Linked DNA regions of Muntiacus reevesi: region 1 is linked to region 2. Evidence: chromatin contacts called from public Hi-C data. All regions are on one chromosome and are shown on one strand. Each heading gives the region's core, a stretch centred on a gene start, on an enhancer-like site or on the middle of the called end of the contact. The rest is flanking DNA. Distances are from core to core; before and after follow the strand shown. Region 1 holds the start of WNT11 (Wnt family member 11). Region 2 holds the start of EMSY (EMSY transcriptional repressor, BRCA2 interacting).

What was found. A called contact is a pair of places that touch in the nucleus more often than the background predicts.
Region 1: a contact with region 2 is called in a Hi-C map of blood, with 5 times the contacts expected there. The contact joins the promoter of WNT11 here to the promoter of EMSY in region 2. A contact is called at or near these places in 2 of 3 Hi-C or Micro-C datasets (blood and muscle).

The regions. Positions count from the first base shown.
Region 1 is chr9:35,525,877-35,528,576 of mMunRee1.1, reverse strand. It overlaps WNT11 (Wnt family member 11), which reads right to left and starts at 1,345. Exons shown (of 6, transcript XM_065945079.1): 1 at 756-1,345.
Region 2 is chr9:35,306,436-35,309,135 of mMunRee1.1, reverse strand. EMSY (EMSY transcriptional repressor, BRCA2 interacting) reads left to right here and starts at 1,289. Exons shown (of 21, transcript XM_065944232.1): 1 at 1,289-1,809.

The DNA of each region.
Region 1 (2,700 bases), core at 96-2,595, 220 kb before region 2:
CCGCGAAACGGGTTAGTTTGGAATTGGGAAGGGTGGGCTGGGGGAACTCGGGGTTCCTCCCACTACCCCCCTTTAAGCCAGACCTCGAGCGCCTAAGAACCGTGAGGGTCTTGGAGGTACCTAAGCTCGGGGAGGTGGGAGGTGTGGGGCCCGTGCGAGCTCAGCCAGATGTTCGCGGCTGCTCCAGAGGTGCCTCGGGGCCGGGACTGGACTTTCTTCCTCCCTACCTCCCCCAGCCTGGAGCTCAGGTCTGTAAACAAACTCTCGATTCTCCCCCTTCCCCCCACCCCCAGCCTGCCGCTTCTGGAAGCAGGTCTCAAAGCAAGGCGTCCGCCCCCGCCCCCCAATTTAGCAGGAGCTGCAGTCGTTCGCTGCCTTTTGCCACCTTCTCCCGCCCCACCACACACACCCTCTGCTGCTGGATCCAAGTCCCCCACCCCCGGGATGGCTCGGGCATGACCTCATCCGTGGGCTGACTCGGAGGGAGGGGGTCGAATGGGGGGGAACCGGGACTGGAAGGCTCGAGGCGGGCCGCGGGGTCTGTACAGCCTGCCTCTACCTCTCATCCGCGCCCCCAGGCCTCAGCGGTTGCTCTCAGCGAAGGGACTGCCTGGGAGAGCCGCGGAACAGAGTTAACGGAGGAGGACTGGTTTTGCTTGCCCGGCAGCGGGTGCCCAACGGGGTCCCCCACCTCCGCCCCCCACTCTGGCAGGTCCGGGCTGAGAGCCCGCCCTCTGCCCGCGGCCACGGCTCACCTCCTGGGGCGCTCGCCTGGCCGGGCGGGCCGGGGAGCTGCGAGCGCGGCCCCTGGAGGACCCAAGAGCTCTCCGGGCTGGGCAGGCGGCGAGGGCGTCCTCTTCGCGAGCTGCCTGGAAAGGACACCCGTGATCCTGGCGAGCCGCGGCCGGCCGGGGTCCCGCGGGGACTGGAGGGCGCTCGGCTCCCGGGGCCTGCGGTCGCTGACTCGCCCGAGCTCCGCTCCTCACCCGGCACGGTCTCCCCGCGCTGGCAGCCCGAACTGCTTTATAAGGAGCCGGCAGCTGCTTTGATCCGCCCACGTCAGCGCGCAGAAACCCCACCGGGTGGCTCGGGCCGCGCGCGCGGGGGGCGGGGGCGGGGTCCCCGCGGATGCCACGGACCCGCGGCGCCAGCGGCACGAGAGGACGTCGCACCCTGTTGAGCTACAAAGAAGAGACTTGCTAATTATAACTCTAGCTGGTACTGAGCGTGCTGGTACTGTACTGAGCGTGCGGGCTGTGAGCCTACTGCGTGCCCGGGGCGCTTGGGGCCCAGGTAGGGCTGATTTCTAAACCTGACGGCAAGCCCCGTTTGGATCCTCCACCCTGTCTGGCTGGGCAGAAGAGGAAGCCACGGCTCAGAGGGAAGTCAGACTTAGGTCTGAGTGCCGAGCCCGGGCGTCACTAGGAGTTGGTGTTGAAGCTCCATTACTATAAGCGTCGTGGGTCAGGAGAGCTGCCGTGGCATCCCAGGACCACCTTCTCCAGCTCACCTCTCCAGACCTCCTCTGTTCCAATTTTGGGAATTCTCAGGAAAGAAAAGAGGTGCGAGGGCTGTGTGCTGCATGCGAGGCGGCTGTAAACCTTAGGCAACAGGAAGGCAGATGTCCCATCTTTGGAATGAGTGTTGGGGAGTCTGCCTGGTCCTGGAGAGACCACCAGCCAAGGACTGGGTTTCAGAAGCTAAAGCAGACCATGGTGCTTCTTGTGCACTGTAGACCTAACCTGGGGCTGGAACTGGGGCTATGTTTCTGGGGCGACTTCCCTGGGACTGGTTGAGTACCCATGCCTTCCACCCCTACCTTGGCCCTTCCTACTCCACTCCCACTTCCAACTGCTGGGTCAGGTGCTTTGGATTTCTTGACGTCTGTCTCCCCCCCGCACCCCATCCATTTCACCCCAGGAGCCTCAATTCCAAGAATAATCTGGTTCATTAGCAGAAGGAGAAACAGATTTAGTGAAAAAAGAGTTCTTTCGGGTCCCCAAAACACCTGGTACTCTTTCCCCTGTTCTTTGCAGCCACCTGTGAAGTGGCTCCCGTAGGCTGTCCTAACCAGGCTACAGGTCCCTGCATATACAACACGTTCATCTGAGCCCACAGAGTCCGCCACAGGTTCTCAGCCGCGCAAGTATCTCTGCATGTAAGCAGGCAGTCTCCCTTGCACACAGGGTTAGACTTAATCTCCAAATGGTCACAAACACACTCAGGAGATAGTTGGATAAACCACATGCCCCCACACACTCAGAAGCACATACAAGTTAAATGGCCATACACATCTTCAAGATGAGGCTGAACATGCATCTGTCTGCATCCAGTTTATGCATAAGCACACATGTTTCCATGCACACAGTGAGGTCACACACAACTGCCCAGCGGACAACAGCAGTGTGCATACACTCCTGCTTACAGTCACAGGAATGTCCTTGGGAACACGTGCTGGGACACCCCATCTCTCCTTCCAGAGCATTGGGGTCAGTCCCGTTACAAATACCATGGGAAGGTGGTGGGGTTTTAGTGGGGTGTGTAGGAAGGGGGTGTGGGAGACACTACTGCTCCACCTCAGAGGCTTCTAACAGGGGGTCAAAAGTGTGTCCTGAGCTCTCCCATTCCAAGGCACTCTGGCCACCACAGTCAGAGCCATTCCAGATTTCCAGGTGACTTCCATTCAATTGGGATGCACTG
Region 2 (2,700 bases), core at 40-2,539:
GAATGAGTATTTTAAAAGCTTAGAACAGTATTGGCACCTAATCAAGCACAAGGATAGGATAAGCTATAATAATTCCTGACTCATACACTAATTATCGTCAGAGTTGGTTTTATAAGCAGCTTGTCTTTCCATTTCTACTCCATTACCTGTCACCTTGACATATGTTGTAGAGGAAGACACTTGGAAGTCAGAAGATGGTCGGGGGCGGGGGGGGGGGGGGGGGGGAGGGAACCTAGCTCCCTTCAATTCCTAGCTTTGTGGAATAGGGTGAGTTCTTGATCTCTGTTTTTCTTTTTCATAGTAGGGGGTAATCTTAATTAGACTTGGCTCACTAAGATGCTATGAGACTCGAATCAAAGAATATTCAAAATCTTCTATTAAAGTTTCATTTATCATCTTTCCAAGAGTTAAGAAATTGGTCAGAAAACAGGTGATACTTTAATTTAGTAGGAAACAGATGGAAGAGAACGCATTGGAAGATCAGGGATGGGGTGGTGGGAGACTATTTGTCCCACTTCCTGACTTTCTCAAGAGACAGACTTGCGTTCCAACACTATAAAATTTTCCTGGGCCTCCGAAAGGATTCTTAGCTAATGGGCAAACAGTACACACATGTTGTTATTTATTTTCCCTACCTAACCTACAATGGAGATCCAAGAACTTTTCTGTACGTAGTGTATCACATCCCAGTAGGGTAAAATTAACCTAACATTTATAAGAAAACTTTGTTAATATCATAAAGCAGATTAAAAACTCCTTTCCATTTGAACATTTTAACCAGAGCAGTCGTTTCCCAAAGAAAAAAATTTGAAAGACAGGGAAATCACAAAATTTAATTAGATCTTCAACAATAGCAGGTACTGGCTTCGATCTTACAGCAGCAATTAACTATATACTGGGCCCCTTTTCTCATCCATTAATTAGGGGTAACAATACCCTCTTCACACAATTGTTCTGTGATTAAGAACAAAGGGTGAACCTGCCAAGTCGCCGGGCCTCAAATAAATCCCTTCTCCTTCTTGCCTTTGACAGAAATGGCACTATCATTCCCACTTCACAGGCAGATAAACCCGAAGTCGAGAACGCTCGGGTCCCACTTCTCTACTTGCAACTCCGCAACCCCAAGTTCGGGTACGCCCAACTGCGGTGTCCACTGTGTCAGGTCTGGCAGCGTGGATGCTCTCTCCTCGAGCTGCGTTTGGCGGGGCTGGAGGCCGTGATAATTGCTCCCAATAATCTTGAGGAATCCGAGCCTAATCCTCAACGGCGCTTCACGGACGAACAAACTTTCCAACCGTTCCTAACCCCGCCTAGAATAAAGGTCGCAGGGAATCCTCTGCTCCAGCTACCGACGCCATCTTGGCCACTACGTGTGACGCCACACGTAGCGGAACACGTAGCGGAGAGCCAGCCCATTGGCTGAGAGAACCGAGGAGAGGCGCGCGAAGCCGGGAGAGGAGGGTATGGAAGAAACTACAATCCCAGCTTTCTTTGCGCGTGCCCACCGAGAGCGAAAGAGGAGGGAGTTTGAGTTCAGACCACAATTCCCAGAAATCCTCGCGATGTCTCTTGTTTGCGTTCAAAACGTGGAGGAAAAGAGGGACAGAAGAATGGATATCTTCTGGTGTCCGTTCTTCGAAAGGCGGGAAAGGCGAACTACACCTCCCGACTTGCAACGCGCGGCTGCGCCTGCGCCCTGATACCTGTCGCCATCTTGCCCGTTCAGAGGCACCGCAAACAAACCCAATTCCTGGTGTCCCCTAGTCTTGGCGGAGGAGCCTTTTAGATGAGCTCAGAAAGGCCGGGCAGGTGGGTGACTCTCAGACAGAGTGCTGGGAAGAGCTGGCAGGATAGCCAGTCTGAAGGACCGCCGGGCCAAACATTTGGAGCCTGGCTTGGGGCGCCCAGCCCCATCCTTCGTTGTCTCCTAACGGGATCGTGGGGTTCCCCGAGGTGGGCTTAGGGGAACTGGCAGGCCTGGTGCTGGAATTGCGGGGGTCCAGCTCCTGGGGGCCTGCCGGTGAGTCTTGGTCGTTTACCTGGCTGTCCGAGCGTCTACTCTTTCTCTCCGTTGTCCTCTCCGCTAAGGAGGGAACGAGGCGCTGATGCCTACCAGAGCCCTTGACTCCGGCTGCTGGTCCTTACAGAGCTTGGGTCGCGGATTTGACATTGGGGTGGGCGCTGAGCGACACGGGTGAGGAGGGTGGGCGGGCTACTCTTGTTGTGGTGTTGCGAGAGTGCGTGTTTGGGGAGGGGGCGGGGCGGGCTAGCCTCCTTGACACTGAGTCGGGGAAGGATTAGACAGGATTCCGTTTCCCGGAGCGGGCTCCGGCAGCATCTGCCCACGTTTCCAGTGCGATGCGGCCCCGCAGTAAGGTCCTCTGGCGGGGACGCATCGGGATGCCGTGACGTGGTGCTTGATTCCGGCGGTCGCCGGCCACCTCCAAGATCCTGTCGGGAGGCGGGGACTGGCTTGTGGAGGGAGCGGATTCCTTTGGCTCTGCCCCTTCTTCCTCTTCCCCACCCCTTTTCTTTATGTCATTCTGCCGACTGGGGCGCGCAGTTCAGTTCTCCTTGCTCTGGGTTGGTTCTTAGCTGAGAGGACTATGGGAAGTAGGGGGAGGGGGTTCAACTCCAGGCGTGGAGCTGGAGTTAGCAGCGCTAGCTCTTGGAAAAGAGATAGCAGTTATTACGGATCGA